Regions from separate parts of the Gossypium hirsutum genome. Here all the other regions are linked to region 3. Evidence: chromatin contacts called from public Hi-C data. All regions are on one chromosome and are shown on one strand. Each heading gives the region's core, a stretch centred on a gene start, on an enhancer-like site or on the middle of the called end of the contact. The rest is flanking DNA. Distances are from core to core; before and after follow the strand shown. Region 1 holds the start of LOC107901940 (probable beta-D-xylosidase 6). Region 2 holds the start of LOC107901919 (heat shock 70 kDa protein, mitochondrial). Region 3 holds the start of LOC107901902 (organellar oligopeptidase A, chloroplastic/mitochondrial).

The links. Hi-C and Micro-C count contacts between places; a contact is called where the count stands out from the background.
Region 1: a contact with region 3 is called in a Hi-C map of seedling, with 4 times the contacts expected there. The contact joins the promoter of LOC107901940 here to the promoter of LOC107901902 in region 3. A contact is called at or near these places in 2 of 34 Hi-C or Micro-C datasets (leaf and seedling).
Region 2: a contact with region 3 is called in a Hi-C map of leaf, with 2.1 times the contacts expected there. The contact joins the promoter of LOC107901919 here to the promoter of LOC107901902 in region 3. A contact is called at or near these places in 3 of 34 Hi-C or Micro-C datasets (all in leaf).

The regions. Positions count from the first base shown.
Region 1 is chrA11:57,352,846-57,355,814 of Gossypium_hirsutum_v2.1, forward strand. It overlaps LOC107901940 (probable beta-D-xylosidase 6), which reads right to left and starts at 1,395. Exons shown (of 6, transcript XM_016828126.2): 1 at 484-1,395; 2 at 1-139. The coding sequence starts at 1,236.
Region 2 is chrA11:57,283,886-57,286,929 of Gossypium_hirsutum_v2.1, forward strand. It overlaps LOC107901919 (heat shock 70 kDa protein, mitochondrial), which reads left to right and starts at 1,728. Exons shown (of 6, transcript XM_041081994.1): 1 at 1,728-1,879; 2 at 2,435-2,508; 3 at 2,586-2,664; 4 at 2,787-3,044. The coding sequence starts at 1,817.
Region 3 is chrA11:57,097,021-57,099,720 of Gossypium_hirsutum_v2.1, forward strand. It overlaps LOC107901902 (organellar oligopeptidase A, chloroplastic/mitochondrial), which reads left to right and starts at 1,318. Exons shown (of 17, transcript XM_016828077.2): 1 at 1,318-1,613; 2 at 1,842-2,009; 3 at 2,438-2,561. The coding sequence starts at 1,482.

The sequences.
Region 1 (2,969 bases), core at 145-2,644, 260 kb after region 3:
TTTGTAAAAGATCTCCCTGCGCACAAACTGGCACCCCATTAACTGCATTGTAGGAACACATCAAGCAACTTGCCTTGCCTTGTTGGATACAACTACGAAAGGGTGGTTCATATGTATCCTCCATATCTTGCTTTGTGACCTTCAATACAGATAAAGCATGTATTTATTAGCAGACTGCCTAATTGACTTCAAAAGGAGGCTTACCACAAGTCACACCAAACTATTGGTTTAGAACCATAAATAAATATATAAATTAATTTAAAAAATGCCAAATTTGATTTAAATTGACAAACAGTCGGACTGCAAAATTTCTTATCAGCACTAAATATGCATTGAATAAGAAACTTATTTACAGAGATAAAAAAAATGAACTGAAATGGCTAATACAGAGTTACACACTGAAGAAAAAGACGATTCAAATGTGAAATGTGGTCAGAAACATGAAAACACCACAAGGACAATATGTAAAAAGGAAGACTTTACCACGGCATTGAAGGAGTATCGACTGAAATTCTTCCACTTCTCCAAGTCATAAGCAATGAAATGCTTGCAACAAGCAGAATTCATAAGTCTATCACCACTCTCATCATCATTATATCCTCCAAGTGCCCTCTTTCTCTCAAACCTATCTATGAGTTCTCCACTAGCCTTCCAGGACCCACCCTGGAAGCCCTTTACAAATTGGATAGCATAAGCTGAAACAACCAAGGGATCCTCGCCAGGAGTCTCCTGCCCTCTTCCCCATCTGGGATCCCTAAAAATATTAATATTTGGTGCCCAAAAAGTCAAACCAGCTTGTCCAACATTATGCATGGCTTTAGCTTCAATACCTATGGCCAACCCAATCTTGAACCAAAGGGTTCTATTGAAAGAAGCAGCAGTGACAAGAACCTGGGGGAAACTGGTTGCTGCTTTAACATAACCATTAAAGTTAACTCCAGGGCCATTACTGGCAAGCCCATGAAGTGACTCTGACCACCATTCGTAAGGAGGAATTCCAAGTCTTGGGATCCCTGAAGCATTGTTGGAGAGTTGATAGATCTTTTCTTCAAGTGTGAGCAGAGAAATGAGAGATTGAGCTCTGTCTGTGATAGACAGGGAAGTGTTGCAGAAGGGGTAAGAGTTAAAGTGGGGAGGCTGGCATGGGAATTGTGGGTTTGGGTCTGATGATGAGATTGAAATCAGTAAAGCTAAAAGTTGTAAGATGAAGAACAGGGATTTTAGTTGCAGAGACATGATGAGATGATGGAGGGTGCCGCTTTGGTAGTCACCTTATTACTGGTCGGTAGGTTTAAGCGGACCGTGATTAGGAATTGACGCCATTATCAGATAGATTTGGAGAAAGATTGAATAGGAAATGATGAAATTATTAGATTATGCATTTATTTAAGAGAATCCAACTTGCAATTGTTTAGATTTATTTCCAATATGTTAAACCCCGGATTAACCCTTTGGTGAAGATGAAGTTCTGTTAACCTATGAACCCAAAAATCATATTAAACTAATTGAGCCTTGAAAGCCCACTATTTGATCGCACCAATCAAGTTTTTAAACCTCCTCCAAACATGGGTTTTGAAATCTACATACAAATTTCAGCCAGCCCAAATAGAAAAGTTAAATTTAGAAGTACTACTTTTCCTTATTTAAAATTTTCGTCTAATCATTAATACCATTAATACATTTTGCCAAATTTTTCCGACTTAAGATATTGATTAAACTGCTTTCCTATAATGTGTATATACTATGATAAATATTAAATATACTAAATTGATAAATTTTAAAAAAAAATGTGAATACTTATTGAATTAAAATTTTAAATTTAAAAAAGTAAGAATGTTCGAAAAGTACAAAAAAGTTACTGCAGCATATTCTAATTTTTGTAATTCAGTTTGAAAAGTATGATAACTGAACTTGGAAGAGTTTCAAATTCATTTAAGTTGTGTTTGGTTGGATAAAAAAAATGAAGAAATAAGATAGAGGTGATCATGGACTAGATTGGGCCTAAACATAGTATTATTATATTTTATATTTGTCAAAATTTGGTCCAACTAGAAATCTGAGCATAAAATTTTGTCCAAACTCGTTTATAGTTGCAAAAGATTAACTAAAACCTATTTTAAGCTCGCTTATATTATTTTTTAATATTTTTAAAATATATATTGTTTTATTTTAATATTTAATAATTTTATACATTTTTTATTTATTGAAAATTTTTCTATAATCATCTTGCCATTTTTTTTAATGTTTACATTAGAATAGTATTATATATTTAGTATAGGTTTGTTGTTTTAATGTGTTCTAAATTACATAATATATAAAAATAACATAATATAAAATATTATAAACTTAAAACAGGTCAAGCTCGGACTTTGAATGTTCAAGCTCGAGCCTGACCTATATTTTAAACGGGCTAATATTTTTTTACCCAAACCTATTTTTTGGGCTTGATATTTTTGCCTAAACCCTCTCGAAGTTTGGGCGAACCTCCAGAATAGGACAAGTAACTCGACTCATGAACAGGTCTAGAATGAGAAGAGTGAATGAAAAAAGTGGAAAGAAAATAAATTTTAAATGTGCTTAGTAGGAAAAAATTAAGAGGAAAGAAAATAGGATGAATAATCACTTCGATCTTGATGCATAAAAAATCAATCAATGAGAGAAAATAAAAAAGAAATGTATATTAATTTAAAACTATTCATATTCGAATGTTTTACTTTTTTTTTTTTCATTTTTCAATTCTACCAAGTAATGAATAAAAAAGAAAAATGATATTTTCTATCCTTTTTAGTTTTCTTCCTCTTCAATTTATCACTCTATCAAGCAAAATCTTGGAAATTAATTTTATAAATAGATTTAAATTTCCTAAAAAAAACCCTAAATTAGGGGTGGCATATAAGACGAAACTGGAATCGTTGGTAATATTATAAGTTAAGGTTGTTATCAATAACCGTTTAATTAGGGGTTACTTA
Region 2 (3,044 bases), core at 478-2,977, 190 kb after region 3:
TTTATAAAGAGGTTTGAGCCAGGATTTTTTATAATTACTGTGTATGTTGATGATTTAAATATCATTGGGACTTCTGAAGAGATTTTAATGACAATGAAGTGCTTAAAAAAAAGAATTTGAAATGAAAGTCCTTGGAGAGACAAAATTTTGTCTAGGGTTACAAATTGAGCACCTAAAGAATGGAATCCTTGTGCATCAAACAACATATATAGAAAAAGTGCTAAGAAGATTTTACATGCTAACGTACATCCGTTGAGCACCTTAATGGTTGTTAGGTCACTTAATGTAAATAAAGACATTTTCTATCCTCAAGAAAATGATAAAGATTTTCTTGGTCCTGAAGTACCATATTTAAGTGCTATTGGTGCATTGATGTATCTTGCTAGTTATACACGACCAGATATATCATTTGCTATCAAATTATTAGTAAGATTTAGCTTTTGTCCAACCCGAAGTCATTGGAATAGGGTCAAGCATATTTTTCATTATCTTCAAGGTACAAGAGATATGCGTTTATTTTTCCCTAACCTACCCAAAACATAATTGGTTGGATTTGCAAATGTAGGGTACTTACTAATCCTCATAATGCTCAATTATAAACTGGTTATGTTTGCACATATAGTGGTACTGCAATTTCTTGGCGTTCTATGTAACAAACAATTGTTGTTATTTTTTCTAATCATGTTGAAATTTTTGCAATCCATGAGGCTAATCGTGAATGTGTGTGGCTAAGGTCTGTAATTCATCACATATGAAAAAATTGTGGTTTATGCTCTGAAAAAAAAGCTCTAACAGTCTTATATGAAGATAATATAACTTGCATTACACAACTTAATGAGGGATAAATTAAGGGTGATAGAATAAAACATATATCACCAAAAATTTTCTTCACTAATAATCTACAAAAGAATGGAGATATAAATGTTCAATAGATTCGTTCAAGTGAGAATTTAGCAGATCTTTTTACTAAGGATCTCCCTACTGCCACATTTGAGAAGTTAATTTTCAACATTTGATTGCGTTGTCTCAAAGATCCTAAATGATACTTACATGAGGGGGAGTAAATTTACACTACATTTTTTTTTGTTGTGATATACAATGTATCAAATGATTATATACTCTTTTTCCTAATAAGGTTTTTAATTAGGCATATTATTTATACAATGAACATTCAAGGGGTGTTTTGAATGCTATTAAGTGGATGTTCAACCTTTCACTTTTCATCGCCCTCAACCTTCCACCTTTCATCTTCTTTAACCTTAAACATTTCATCTTCACATTTCATCTTCTTGTAACTAATTTCCTATTTATGTATTAGAATATGAAGAGTCTAATCTCCCTATATATAGAGAGAGAAATATACTACTTGTACATATGATGAAAAATATAGAATGCAATAGAAATCCACATATTCATCTTTTATATATTATTTTTGTTTATAATACATATATCATAATAAAATATATATTAATAGTTAAAATACTAAATTAAATATTTTCAAAATATAAATATCATATTAAACATTTTATTAAGTATTTCACTAAATAAAAAACCCCTAAAGATATTGAGGGATTAGTTTTGCTCATATTTCTTGTTGCCCACGATCCCTAACTTTTGAACGTTGACATATTCTAATCGTATTCTTATTTTACCCTTCCAAGCCCACCAACGGAACCGTCCTTCTCAAAATTAGGCAAGGGTAAAACAGTCATTCAATCACAAATCCCTTAATGTTAAATAAAGCCCACCAATCAGATTTGCTAAAACCCTAGCACAGCCTTTTAAACCCTACGGTCTTCATCATCTTGCTCTTACCATGGCTGCTTCTGTTCTCCGCCGTGCTTTACAGCGCCGTGAGCTTCACTCCGCTTGCAGATCCGTAAGTTTCTCTTTATCTTGGGTCTTTTGCGTTTTCCTGTCTTTGTTGCTTTTTGGTTGATGTGATTTATTTTTTTCCATTTTCTTTTTCTTTCATGTTAACTCATTTTAGAACTCTGTAATAACTTGATTCCTCTATTTCTGGGGAACATGGTCGAGTCTTTGCCCGCTTTTTTCGTTTGTTTAAAGGCCAAAGATTTTATGTTGCAATACCATCAATGGAGTTTTTTTTTCTCATTTCTTTCATTTCTCTCATCTTTTTGGGTCTTAGCCTAGCCTTTTGATCAAATTATATCAACTATATAAAATAAAAAGCTTTTAGGACTTATTTTGGGTTTAAGTTAAACTTCGATTGGTTCATCATTAGTTAGGCAACAGCTGTTGAATTGTTATAATTGCTGATTACAATGTGTTTGTGGTTATGAAAGATTCTGGGTTTACCTTTACTTAAAGAAATTGAAATATTGTTGTTTCGTTTCTTTCTGATGAGATATTGCTGGTGGACTTTTTGTAATTGGCCACTGAAGCTTACTAGTGTTTCTTATTCTTAATATAGTTGACTGGAAATGCAAAGACATCCTTGGCTAGGTCTCCACTGGTCAAATGGGCATCCTTGGCAAGATCCTTCAGGTATTCTTAAATATCTTCAAAACATTATCAAATCTCAGTGGCTAATTATTTGCTAAGATGTTATTCCTGCATTACAGCTCAAGACCTGTTGGTAATGATGTTATTGGTATTGACCTGGGTACAACCAACTCATGTGTATCAGTTATGGAGGGAAAGGTAGATTATTCTTCCTGACTAATATTATTGATCTTTGTTGAAGTATATATTTTGGATTTCTTTTTGTGAAAATGGGAACTATTTTATTCAGATTGTTCAAGTCCTTTGTATGTATTCTGCAGAATCCTAGGGTAATTGAGAATGCTGAAGGAGCTAGAACCACACCATCTGTGGTTGCCTTCAACCAGCAGGGGGAGCTAATTGTTGGAACACCAGCCAAACGGCAGGCTGTGACCAACCCAACAAACACATTTTTTGGAACAAAACGTCTGATTGGGAGACGTTTTGATGATGCTCAGACACAGAAAGAAATGAAGATGGTACCTTACAAGATAGTTAGAGCTCCCAATGGGGATGCCTGGCTTGAAGCCAATGGAAAA
Region 3 (2,700 bases), core at 68-2,567:
CCACCAATGGCTGAAATGCCTGAACCAATAATTGAGTTTAATCCATCCATCTCCATTGGTACGCCAACGTGGAATTAATAGCTCCCGGTTGAGATAAGCTTCTTGTTCAAGACAAACTCCTCACTGAAACCTCTTTGCAGCTACTATTCTCTTCTTTAAAAATAAAAGCATTGCGCTTTTTCTATAAGAAACACTAACAAACAATAAGAAATAATGAGCACCAATTGGTTCCCTAAATGCTCAAATCTCCAATGTTATTTTAGTATTATTTTTTAAATTATATGAAAAGTTTCAAAATAATTTATCATGGTAATTTTATATACTAACGAATATAAAATTTTTAAAATTTTCAATAATATATTATCTATACTAAAAGGAAGACACCCGCCCTTACTCTTTTTTTTTACATTATTAACAATAATGATAAATTTTCAATGGTGGTCCCTCTACTTTTTAGTTACAAAATGGTCAAATCTCAATTTCAGTCCTTTGACACCTGTCCTTTTTTTTCATTACTAACAATAATGGTTAAATTTCAATTGTAGTCCTCTACTTTTTAATTATACAAAAATGTTCAAATTTAATGTTTGATATTTATATTTTAATTTTATACATAATTTGGTACTTCGATGTTTATAATGCCATTAGTTAGTCTAAACATTTTATTCTAAATTAAAAAGCCGACGTAAATTTAAAGAATTGTTAACATTGTTAAAGTTTTTTTTTGTTAAATTCAAGTCCATTGCAACACCATTTTTGTGACTTGAGTATCGAATTAGTATATTTTTTATTATTATTTTAGAATGTCACACCAGAAAATTTAATATAATAATTTTAATGGTGTTAATATTGGACCTGAATTTTTAAATTTAAAAAATAAAAAGACTAAATTCTTAAAAATAAAAATATGAAGATTAAATTCTAAAAAGGCAAAGATTACATAAACTTGAAATATAATCTAAAAACAATTAACCTAATGCTAAGCATGAAGCATAACATACCAATTTTTATTTTAAAATAAGATCATCATTTAAACCTATTATTTGCATTTTCCTTAAATTAATAAATTAAGACACAAAACTATTACATTTCTATTTTACTATTATCGAATTTTCATTAAATCCTACTTTATTCCATCCTAATAATATCTTTTAGTTTTTTCTCATTTTTTTTTAAAAATTTTTCCAATGCCCCTAATGGTTAGGATGCAATTTTCCTAAGAGATCAAATTGGGCCATGCCCCCTTGTTTGGGCTTTCAGTCTAACCTCTTGGCCTTTTAGCCATTTTAATAAATAAAAGAATCACCTTTTCTCTTCATCTTCTCCCCATTTACCCCAGAGTTTGTGCTTTAGTTTCCACATTTCTCCTTGCTGTTCATATTCTTTCTCCATCTGTCCCCGTCTCAAGTTTTCATCACTCTTCTCATTCTCTATCTGCCTCTTATTTGTTTTCTGCTTGCTCTTTTCTCTCTCTTCCTTCAATGGCTTCTTCAGCTTCTGTTGATGACAACATTGAGTCTAATCCTCTCTTGCAAGATTTTGACTTTCCTCCTTTTGATTTTGTTGAAGCCAAGCATGTTAGGCCTGGGATTCGTGCCTTGTTGAAGAAACTCGTATGCCCTTTTGATCTTTTGGACTGTTTCCGATTCTGACTTTTGAGTTTCTTTTTTTTAGTGCTCGGTATCTTTTTTATTTTTTATTTTTTTGGATCATTCACTGGCCTTGTTTGAAAATTCAAAATTTTGGTTGTTCTGATCTTTTCTTTGTGGAGATCATGTTTTGGTATATGGGTTTTTTGGATTTTTGTATATGGTTTTGATATAATTATGTTTGTTGAGTAGGAGAGTGATTTGGATGAATTGGAGAAGACAGTAGAGCCTTCGTGGCCGAAGTTGGTGGAGCCATTGGAAAAGATTGTTGATCGGTTGACTGTTGTGTGGGGAATAGTTAATCATCTTAAGGCTGTTAAAGATACAGCTGAGCTCCGTGCTGCCATTGAAGAAGTCCAGGTACATTCTTGTTGTTGTGTTCTTTTTTAACAGATAGCTCAATTATTCAATGTACAATATGTATAAGAATTTCATTAAGAAAATTGTGTAGGAATCTTGGGGTGAAATCTTCAAAATATTTAGCATGAATCTTTTAGACATCTATTATCTATCACGTTCTTCCCTTAGATGAAGTCATGATTTTTATGTTTATGATTTTATTTTTTTTGGCATAACTCATGATATAGGCTCACATGATATACTAGGCGCTTAGTTTGTTTTCTAGAGACTCCAGAATAGTGGTATTCTTATTTCTTTTCAAGCAAATTGATTGGAAGTCTTGTTCAAATCAATCCTATTGTTTCTGTACCTTAGTTAAATATGCGGTACTGTGTAGTCTCTTTTAAACCAACTTTTTGGCCCTTATTATGCTTAGTTTTTCTTTACAGCCAGAAAAAGTGAAGTTCCAACTAAGAGTTGGACAAAGTAAACCCATCTACAATGCATTCAAGGCTATTCAAGAATCTCCTGATTGGAAATCACTAAATGAAGCTCGCAAACGTATTGTGGAAAGTAAGAATCTTTATTTATATATCTATATGTCAAATAAGTTAGGGAATTGTTGTTCCTATTTCATTTTGGTGTAATTGACTGCTAAAGTGTAATTTATTTGTTTTTGCTCCGTTCCTTTTAATTTCTATCAGTGTTAGAC